Regions from separate parts of the Mus musculus genome. Here region 1 is linked to region 2. A link is a contact called in public HiChIP or PLAC-seq data. All regions are on one chromosome and are shown on one strand. The core of a region is the stretch at or near the end of the contact, and the rest is flanking DNA. Distances in the headings are between cores, read along the strand shown.

Evidence for each region. HiChIP or PLAC-seq counts read pairs in DNA pulled down with a chosen protein or histone mark.
Region 1: a contact with region 2 is called in a CTCF HiChIP or PLAC-seq map of the NIH/3T3 cell line, with 5 read pairs. The contact joins two enhancer-like sites. A contact is called at or near these places in 1 of 15 datasets of contacts at CTCF or cohesin (the NIH/3T3 cell line) and 1 of 115 datasets of contacts at active chromatin or transcription factors (pancreatic cancer cells).

Annotation. Positions count from the first base shown.
Region 1 is chr11:76,057,552-76,063,066 of GRCm38.p6, forward strand. It overlaps Vps53 (VPS53 GARP complex subunit), which reads right to left. Exons shown (of 22, transcript NM_026664.4): 19 at 5,434-5,503. Among named protein-coding and RNA genes, the nearest start is that of Rflnb, 33 kb to the left of the region's middle. Within about 2 kb of position 2,475, at least 71 of the 459 cell types and tissues checked have an H3K27ac peak or open chromatin away from gene starts, as enhancers often do. A contact at or near this core is called in the NIH/3T3 cell line, where this site is marked.
Region 2 is chr11:75,618,394-75,623,726 of GRCm38.p6, forward strand. Pitpna (phosphatidylinositol transfer protein, alpha) reads left to right here. Exons shown (of 12, transcript NM_008850.2): 8 at 847-924; 9 at 1,063-1,173; 10 at 1,861-1,983. Among named protein-coding and RNA genes, the nearest start is that of Inpp5k, 10 kb to the right of the region's middle. Within about 2 kb of position 2,203, at least 96 of the 459 cell types and tissues checked have an H3K27ac peak or open chromatin away from gene starts, as enhancers often do. A contact at or near this core is called in the NIH/3T3 cell line, where this site is marked.

The sequences.
Region 1 (5,515 bases), core at 1,225-3,724, 440 kb after region 2:
CAAAGCATTTATGTATTTATGTATGCATTTATGTATTTATGTATGTATGTATGTATGTATTTATTTATTGTCTCATTATATATCTTTGGCTGACCCAGAACTCATCATACAGTCCAGGCCAGCCTTGAACTTACAGAGATCTGTTTGCCTCTGATTCTCTAATGCTGAAACTAAAGGTGTGCATCACCATGCCTGGCCTCTTTTTGGAAAAATATCTAATTATTTTATGTGTATGTGTGTATACATACACCAGCTACACACAAGAACTTACAGAGCAAAGAAGAGACATCTGATTGCCTGAGTTACAGATGGTTGTGAGCTGCAATGTGGGTACTGGGAACTGAACCTTGGTTCTCTGAAAGAGCAGACAGTGCTCTTAACTACTGAGCCCCTTTTCCTTTTAATGAAGAAGCCCTGCTCTCTGAAGGCTCCATAGAAGAGATGTGCCTGAGAATAACCCTCTTACTTTCTCATTCTTGGAAACAGTGAAACTCTTAAAAGGATTTCTGATGACATGAGGCTAGGTTAAAAGAGCACAAAAGACAACTGCTGTCTTCTCGCACTTCTTTGAAGAGTGTCAGACTCAGAGACGGACGGGGCTATGGTGGGAGCAGTGGTTAGATGGTGCAGAGGTTCACTTTGGAGATCATCTTCATGACAGATCCTCAGCAACATCTACACTTAATGCCAGTGAGCTGCACACTAGAAGACGGCATGTTCGATGTTATGTACAGTTTCAAAATGTTCCACTGGGACATATCCAGAAAGATTCTTTTTTTATGGTGCTGAGAATGTAACCTGGGATCTTACATACACCAAGCATGTGCTTGATCATTAAGCCGTATTTCCATCCCCTAGATATGCTGTAAACTGGGCATGGTGGTCTGCATGCTTATCATTCTGTCCTTCAGCAGGCTGATGCAGGAGGTTTGTGGATTTATTTGAAGGCATTTATTTGGAACTATGGGTTACATAGTAGAGTACTGTTTGAAAACCAAAACCAAATAAATAACGATAACACATGAAAGAAAAAGTAACTTGACAAACATGAGGTTTTAGCAGTGGGGAAGGACTAGAAGGGCCTGTGGAGAGTGCCTGTTTCAGTGCTTTTATTGAAATAGGACAGTGAGCATGGCGCAGACAGGAGTGATGTGGGAACAAGGGGGCCATCAACAGCAGAGCGAGGACTGTGCATCTTTTCCAACACCACACTAGACTGTTTTCTCTAGGGTAAGTTTAGGCAAATGGATTTTATTTCTGCTGTGTTCAGTCACAGATGACCTCCGTTGTAAGACTAATTAATGACCCTGCAAATCCCACAAGATTCTCTGAAAATCACAAACCAGCAAGGAGTATTACAATACAGGAACGGTTCAATTCCACGTGCCCTTGTAACCGCTCAAGAGGACTCTGGGGCCTGAAGATAAATAACTCACTGTATGTACTAATCAAGTCAAGAATAAGGAGCAGCAAGGGCTCCTTTTTTATTTCTCACATCTATATTCAAGCCTAACCTCAACCTAGGAGATATCTAGCACCTATTGGAAGAAGAGGCTCAGCCGTAGCTTTGAATTCTACAGCTTTAGTTAAAGCTTGGGTCAGGGCCATGACGCAAGGCAGAGTGTGTCAAAATGTGTTTCTACCCACAAGCATCTCTCTATTAATTTTCTTTCAAAAATTGATTTTATTATACTCTGTGTGTGTATGTGTGTGTGTGTGTGTGTGTGTGTGTGTGTGAGAGAGAGAGAGAGAGAGAGAGAGAGAGAGAGTATGAGTGAGGCAGCCTATCCGTTCAAGTAGTCTATAAGAGCAACAACGACTGCTCTTACCCGCTGGGTCAACTCTCCGGCCCCTTTATTAATTTCTTGATTCCTTGGACCTACTGCCTAAGTGAACAGACCTCTAGCTACATCATGGCTTGGATTTCAGAGTTCAGATGCCAGGGCTAACCTTACACAGATAACCTGAACTACACATGGGAACCACTGAAGGGCCACATTGCCCTTGACTCTTCCTTAAAGCCTCTACAGGTAGTTGTGTGAATAGCCACCTATTACTGCTTATTGTCTTTGCTTGGGGTATGAGAAATGAGACTTAGCTATAGAAGATGGGCTTCTCACAGGCAACTAAAAGCAGATGTGAACACTGGCCAAACGTCCTGCTCCTGAGATAACATCCCAGAGTCTGATTCTGTTCTGTTATTCGAGACAGGGTCATATTACACAGCGCACACTGGCCTTGAATTTACAACTCTCCTGCTTTTGCTTCCTGAATGTGCTGTGTGGCAGATATGCCCCTACCTTTCTCCAGCTGAGATTGTTTTATACAAGAGAACATTTGAGGAAAACAGTCATGGTATAGGACTTATGTGACAACATCCAAACTTCCATGGCTGTTAGACACTACACCAGTCTCAAGAGGCCTGAGCAAGGCTACAAAACACAGAACTGTTCCCATGAGTCAGCTTTGGATTCCAGAGGCTTGGTCAAGTCTGTAGACAGAAATGTAACTGAGAACCCTACGGCTGCTCCCAGACACAGATCTTAATCACTCCATATCCTCTTAGATGGCACACTGTAATGAGGCCAAAGAGTGAGTGCCTGGTAAACATTCACTAATGAAACTGGAGCTGGCATGTGAGGGCCTCGCTCTGCCACTTCCGATGGAGAGAATGAGCATTGTGCTCCGGACATGCCAGGGTCAGGATTTCAGAACACCGACTGCTGCAGTCAAGCCCAGCTGGTGTCTGAGTCGTACAACCTCCCAGGGAGTTTTCCAAGACAACATTTTTGACTCGGGCTGGAGCTGGTCAGGCAGACAGCCGAGGGCAAGCTCTGACTAGAAGTCTTCATGCAGGTTGCATGTGGATAGGTATCAGAGCAGACGAACAATGAAACAGAAACAAGGTCATGTCCGGGTCTTCGGAAGTTTACAGTGAGCAGGGCTGGTGTTTAATAAGGGCTGGCTACATGACAGCCGTGCGTCTTGCTTATGGGCACTGGGTTTAATTTTTACTAATTTTGTTTTATTTTATTCTGAGACAATATCTAGCTCTATAGCCTAGGTTGTCCTCAAACTTACAATCCCTCAGCTTCCCCAAGGTCTGGGATTACTGGTGTATGCCACCACATACCGCTCTATTTTGTTTAACCCTCACAGCTACTTCATGGGGTAGTTCTAAGCACTATTTCAGAGACAGGAAATGGAGGTCCTGTAAAGTACCTATGCACAAACAGATGCACTGTTGTGGGCACAGGGTCCAGCCTCTGCTCATGCCACTCCAGAGCTCAGAGCCTGAGTACTCAAGTGTCCTGTACTTGCTGACAGAGGGGACAAAATCATATTGCACTTAGATTCAAGATGTTGCTACCTGCCTTTGACACTTCATGAGTATTCCAATACATGCTTAACTAGCAATCTTCCTGACCCAGAGACAAGGGCTGGGGCTGGGGGTGAGGGGTGGGGTTGGCTGTCAACACAGCCAAGGAACCACAAGGGCAGGGCACTGAGCTGGGAAAGAGTTGAGCCTCTACCTCATTGCTTTGTTTGGTACTGGGCAGGATCTATGGAAATGAATTACACAATCTTCTTACATGTAGCCTAAGTGTTCACAGATGGAGTTGACTATGAGTTGTTCTTGATTTGCCTGTGAACAGTTTACACTTTATATGGTATTTTCAGAGGTCGGAGTAGTAAATATTTGTGTGTGTGTGTGTAGGTCAAGGCAGACACCGAGTATCTTCCTCAATTGCTTTCCACCTTTGTTCTTCAGATAGGGTCTTGTTGATTAAGCTTGATTAGCCAGTAAACCCCAGGGACCCTCTTGTTTGCCCCTCCCCATTGCTGGAACACACGACCACTCTTGTTCCTATTTTAAGTGTGCTTTACTGATGTTTACGTTTGTGTGTCTGTTTGTCTATCTGCATGCCATGTGTGTGCAGTGCCTGTGAAGGACAGAAGAAGGCATCAGATGCCCCAGGACTGAAGGTACAGGTGCTATGACCTGCCCAGAGTAGGTTTTGGAACCAGAATCCAGGTTTTCTGCAAGAGTAGGAAGTGATCTTAAATGTTGAGCCATCTTTAGTCCTGTTATGTGGGTGCTTTTTATGGAGATCAAACTCAGACCCACACCCTTGCATGGCGTGCTAATTAGTTTTTGTCAACTTGTCACAAACTAGAGTTACCTGAGTTGAGGGAACCTCAACTGAGGAGTTGCCTCCATCAGACTGGCCTATGGGCATGTCTGTGGGGAACTTACTTGATTACTGATTGGTGCAAGAGGGCCCAGACCAAGACGATTGTGGGTGGTGCCACCCTTAGCCTGGTGGTCCCGGGTTCCATAAGAAAGAGATCAAATTGAGCAAGCCATGGAGAGCAAGCCAGTAAGCAGTTTTCTCCATGGCCTCTGTTTCAGTTCCTATCTTAGCTCCCCTTGATGATGAACTGTGACCTGTATGAAAATAAACCATTTCTTCCTCAAGTTGATTTTGGTCAGTGTTTATCACAGAGCAATCTCCCTAATCCCTGTTTTTATTGTTATTTATTTTTTTAAAAAAGATTTATTTATTATTATATCTAAGTACACTGTAGCTGTCTTCAGATGAACCAGAAGAGGGTGTCAGATCTCATTTCAGATGGTTGTGAGCCACCACGTGGTTGCTGGGATTTGAACTCAGGACCTTCGGAAGAGCAGTCAGTGCTCTTAACCACTAAGCCATTTCTCCAGCCCTGTTTTTATTTTTTAAATCACTCAAAGTGTTCCCTGAACTCAAACTGCCCAAATTCCAGGCAGACCGAACAGGTGGGAGACAAACTCAAAGTGACGCTGTAGTTGATGAACTCAGTTCACCAGTATTCAGGTGACATTAACCAAGTCTTTTGGTTTAAGACAGGGTCTCAATATATATTGTACATTGGCCTTGGATTCAAAATCGTACTGTTAGCCTCCTACCTGCTGGGATCACAGGCGTGCCGTCATCATGCTTCAGAGGAGAATTCAGACGGGGAGAAAGGAGCCCGACAAGGAGCTTCCTAGGGATTCGAGCTCAGGCCCTCCCTGCTTGATTTCTCCTGTGGCTCTGCACAGCAACACCCAGGGCCTCTGCTGTACTAAGAACACCGCATCTTCTCCTTCCAGCAGCAACCCTCAGAGAAGCCCAAAGCCTTCACTCCTCACGCCCCAAGACAGTTTCTGCAACCTTGTTCTGTACACTTGGTGAGGATATGCTTATCTAACGGATCTGAGACCAGTCTGGGCTACAATATGGGAACCTACCTCAAAAGACAAAACAAAGAAGCAAAAGGAGCCGCCAGGTGACCATAGCTCCCTACACCAGGGAAACCAGTCTCAGTCTCTTCAGACTATCTACTTGAGAATGTGTGCTGGATCTATACAAAGGCTGATGGCGAGGTCCCATACAAAGCTTGCCTTACCTGCTCTGCTCCCACCATGCTGATCGGCTTACACTTGAAGAGGTGGGTGATGAATTTGGGAATGAACGAACTGTGGATAAAA
Region 2 (5,333 bases), core at 953-3,452:
TAAGATTTATTTATTTATTTATTATATGTAAGTACATTGTAGCTGTCTTCAGACACTCCAGAAGAGGGGGTCAGATCTTGTTATAGATGGTTGTGAGCCACCATGTGGTTGCTGGGATTTGAACTCTGGACCTTCGGAAGAGCAGTCGGGTGCTCTAACCCACTGAGCCATCTCACCAGCCCTACAGTCCAGTCTTATGGAGAAATTTTCTTTTCTTCGGGCATCGGATTGCATTACAGATGGTTGTGAGCTACCATGTAGTTGCTGGGAATTGAACTTAGGACCTCTGGAAGAGCAGTCAGTGCTCTTAATCACTGAGCCATCTCTCCAAACCTGGAAACATTTTCTCAATTGAGGTTTTCTCCTCTGCAATGACTTTAGCTTGTGTCAAGTTAACATGACACTATTTAGTACAGCTGAAGTGGAGGTGATGCTCACCTTTAACCCAGCACACAGGAGGCAGAGGCAGTCAGATCTCTGAGTTTGAGGCCAGCCTGGTCTACAGAGTGAGTTCCAAAATGGCCAGGTTTACATACTCCTGTATATTTTGGAAAACAAAACAGAACAAGAAACTATCCAGCAGACAGACTTTATCTTGTCTATAAGATTCTCCCACACTCCACACCAGCATTTTCAAGAACTACCGTAGCTGGGCATGGTGGTCAGCTTCGTATACAGAGTGAGCTGGTGCAGGCCAGCCAGGGTTGCATAGAAACACCCTGTTTCACAGCGACAAAAAGAACTGGCATGAAATGCCCTCTCATGAAAACTTTGCCATTTCCTCCTCCTCACCTCCCTTTCCTCTTCGCCCATCCTCTCTTCCAACCCCATCCCCACTATTCTCAGGATTACAAGGCAGAGGAAGACCCAGCAAAATTTAAATCTGTCAAAACAGGACGCGGACCTTTGGGCCCGAATTGGAAGGTACAAGTCACACCCTTGCCACCAGGGGGCAGGCACATTGTGGGTGGGCCTCTCCTCTTGGAGGAGGGTGTGCATGGGGTTCGGACCACCTGAGATCTTTTACTTACCAACCTGCTTCTGGGTGTTTTTCTACTGCAGCAAGAACTTGTCAATCAGAAAGACTGCCCATATATGTGTGCATACAAACTGGTTACTGTCAAGTTCAAGTGGTGGGGCTTGCAGAACAAAGTGGAAAACTTTATACATAAGGTAAGTTTGCAGGATGAGGCCTTTCCATGTGTCTGTGTTCTGAGACCAGTTGGTCCCAGTAACTGACCTGTTCCTCGGTCACTAGCACTGGAGTCTTGGGTTTGCTCGCTAGGCTCTCCCTTGCACATACTGTTCTACATTTTAATTCTGTCCCTCTACGGGCAGCACATGTGACAAGGAAAGAAACGGAGGTGAAAGAAGAAAACAGGAAAGGCTCTGCTATGCTTGAACTACACAGAAAACAAGTTTTCCTTTTTAATCCAGAAGGCAAGAGGCACTGTGAGCCAAACTCCCAAGTGTCCCAGGGTACAGAACTGGACAGACTTAAGCGTCTTAATTCTCACATGTGTTAGAATCACACTTTTGGGCCACATTTTATACCTGCTGGCTAGTCATAACCCACCCGGCATTAGGTACCAGAGACTGTAGAGAATTTGGCCAGATCTCATGAGCAGCCTGTTTTGGTAGTATTTGGGACAAAGGGCTCACCTGTAAGGTGGATGGCCATCCTTACTGGAACACTAACCTGCCAGAAACAGTTTGGCAAAGGTCACTGACCTGGGTGTGATCCAGATAAGGCAGCGAGGCATCACTCTTCCCCTCCACCCAGTAAACTGTGAATCCTGGGGAGGAATGCAGAGGGGCCTTTCCTCTCCGCTCTCTGACTGGTTTCCCTTCTCCTCATAGCAAGAGAAGCGTCTGTTTACAAACTTTCACAGGCAGCTGTTCTGTTGGCTCGATAAATGGGTTGATCTGACTATGGATGACATTCGGAGGATGGAAGAAGAGACGAAGAGACAGCTGGATGAGGTGAGCCGGATGCCAGGGGACTCATAAGTGTGTGACTGTCAAGGAGACTGGGACTTGGACACATCTAAAGGCCATCAGCCAGTTGTTCTAAGAACAAGCCTGGCTCTGTTGTGGATAAGGTTACTGCCAGGCAGTATGGGAACTATAAGGAGAACAGTCTGTGCTCGGGAATACAGTGTGGCTGAGGTCTTGGCACAGGCACAGAGACAAATATGGTAGTCTGCACCTGATGCCAAGTGAGTAATTCGCCCGCTGCAGTGACTCTTCAGTCAGCGTGGGGGATGGTGCTAGGCCTTGGAACTTGAGGTGACCGTGGAGCCAGGCAGGTTCAGCTGATCTACCAATACACTGGAGTGGACAGCCACAGCACAGCCACACACAGGCATTGCTCTGTGTGGTTGTTGTTCCAAACTATTTTGCAGGTGAGAGGATTTCTTTGTTTTTGGTTTTTATTTTTGTTTAGGTATTTTGGTTTTGAGCTTGGCATTGATCCCAGGAGGAGAGCAGTTTGCTTTCTGAGAGCCTAAAGACCCAGATCCTTGTTTACTTAAGGAATAAATAAAGTCTTCCCCCAGAAGTCCATTTAGGAGGCTGCTCAGTGAAAACCAGCAGGCACCCTCTTTGCTCTTGCTTGTGCGCTGTCTCACAGTGTAAGAGGCATCTTCAGCTGAGGCAGGTGAGGCTCAGCACGGCTCTACTGCAGCCTGCAGGTGACAGTCAGTCTTAAGAGCCCAGTGCTGCCGGGCGTGGTGGCGTACGCCTTTGATCCCAGCACTTGGGAGGCAGAGGCAGGCAGATTTCTGATTTTGAGGCCAGCCTGGTCTACCGAGTGAGTTCCAGGCCAGCCAGGGCTGCAGAGAAACCCTGTCTCGATAAAACAAAAACAAACAAACAAAAAAGAGCCCAGTGCTGTCTGGCTTAGGGCCACAGCTCTTGATCTACATGCCCATGGGGGTCCTGCCCTCCTAAGCAGGAAGCTCTCATCTTTTTAAGGTATGCCTGAATGCCCATTAGAGGACATGCTTTCCAGCTGAGGGCCTGCCTCCAGTGCTGCTGTGCCCACCACACAGATGTTCCATACTTCAGTGCTAGGTTAGGGCAGAACCTGGGCCCAGAGCCCTTCTTCCTCCAGAGCCTCCCAGGGAAGTTTCTACCTTCTGGGAAGACATTCCTCCCAGGCTGACTCACTGGGAAGTGGTGTGCAAGTTAGTTCCTGCTGAAGGCGGATGTTTTAGTTATTCATTCAGCTACCTAAAACTGAAGGGCAAGTGGCAGGATTTGGAGCACAGCCCCTGATTCTTTCGGAAGAATCCTCAGGAAGTTGTAGACCTAAGTCACATTGCTAATTCTGTTTGCATGAGAAAGAGGCTTGAATCCTCAGGTCTTAATAGTCCTACTCTCCCCTGCTCCCTGCAGAAGTTAGCAGATGGAGTATTGTAATCAGGGTTTGACAGGGACTCTCAAGTCACTCTCTGCCTAGTAGTGCCCAGCATAAAGTAATTGGGTTTCCTGGAAGCATTACAGTTCTTTGTCTGTTCTCTGGAGCTGTTAGCATGGGTAAGAAAGGTTCCTGGTTTAAGCACAGCACCAATAAATAAAATAAAATAAGTAAGTAGATAAATAAGTAGATTAATAAATAAAGTGGTTCCCAGCACTCAGGAGGCAGAGGCAGGCGGATTTCTGAGTTCGAGGCCAGCCTGGTCTACAGAATGAGTTCCAGGACAGCCAGGGTTATACAGAGAAACCCTGTCTCAAAAATAAATAAATAAATAAATAAATAAATAAATAAATAAATGAATGAATGAATAAATAAATAAATAAAGTGGTGCTGTAGTTCTGGGGAAAAGTATCCAAACAATCATAGGACTCTGCCTTCCTCATGGTCCAAACTTGGTAGTCCTTAGAGTCAGGGCTTTGCTTGGAACGTGTGCCCACTCCTGCATGAAATGACACTCCAGTATGTAAAGCGTTGTGCAGTAGTTTAGACAGACACTCACTATTCACCAGGGAAGGGTGGATACAAGGGACCTCTTTGGAATTAGAATTTTAAAACTAACTTGTAATGGAAGAGAAAGAACCAAACCCATGTCATTGTAGAATATGTTTTAACCTCTAGCAACTGCTCAGGCCCTCATGCGCTAATGTGAGCCCTGGCTTGTTTTTCTCTCTTGTCTAAAAATATAGTCGATGGGCTGGGATATGGCTTGGTGGTAAAGCACTTAAGTGTCTAGCAGGCACAAGACCGAGTTTCTTAATACCATGCATACAAAGCTTTAAAAAGTTTTTACTGTTGTTTTTAAAAAAGACAGGGTGTGTCGTCTAGTCTAACCTCAAAGTCTTTATGTAGCCAAGGGTCACCTTGAGTTTTCAGTCCCCCTGCCTTTACCTTCTGAGGGCTAGGGTTACAGCATGCATCATGCTGCTCACTCTCTGCAGTGCTGAGGATCCAATCTAGGGCTCTGTGCATCCTCAGCAGACACTCTTCCAGCTGAGCTACATCCCCAGCCCAAAAGACTTTTATTTTGTTTTTCTGATTAAGATTCTGTAGTATCAGCCAGACAGTGATAGCACACACCTTTAATCCTAGCACTCAGGAGTCAGAGGCTGGCTGATCTCTGAGTTCAAGGCCAACAACCAAGGCTGTACAGAGAGAATCTGTCTTAACAAAACAAAAAGTAGAAAGAGGAAGAAAAAGAAGAAGAGGAAGAAGATTCTGGAGTATTTTCTTTCCTATTGTGGGTCTGGCCCCTCTCCCACCTGTTCCTTTGTGGTTAGCTGAAAGCTGCCTGACATCTCTGCTCATGCTCTGCCCAGGAGGCTGCTGGGAACTGATCTGCCTAGGGTTATTTCTTGCCTCTGAAAGTGGAAGACTTTCTGACTGCTAGCTCTCTATTAGAATTTAGTTTAGGTTTTGAAGTCTGAAAAGGTTACCCAGAGATTACACAAATTTCTCTGTAATGAAGTACCTAACAGACACCACATCTGGAGTTCACAGTTTTGAGTTAGGGTGAATTTGTGTTTCGAGGAGCAGGCCAGTAGGAGAAGCCATTCTGTACTGGGCTCAGTTGCTGGGGTGGACGAAAGAGAACATGCACTCCAGCATTTTAGGCCGGTGAGTGGCTCAGTAAGTAAAGGCTCCGCCTGCGAGCCTGACGCCCAATGTTGGGGTCTCCCTGGAGAGAACTGACTCTCACAGAGGAGCCTCTGCTCTAACTCTGAGCCATGACACACACAGATGTGCACACACACTTAGTTCCACATAACATCCACAGAAGCAAGCTCTCATCTTAATTTCCTCTGACCTCACAGAGCTCTGTCTCAGAGCAGACCATCTGGAATACCGGCCGGAG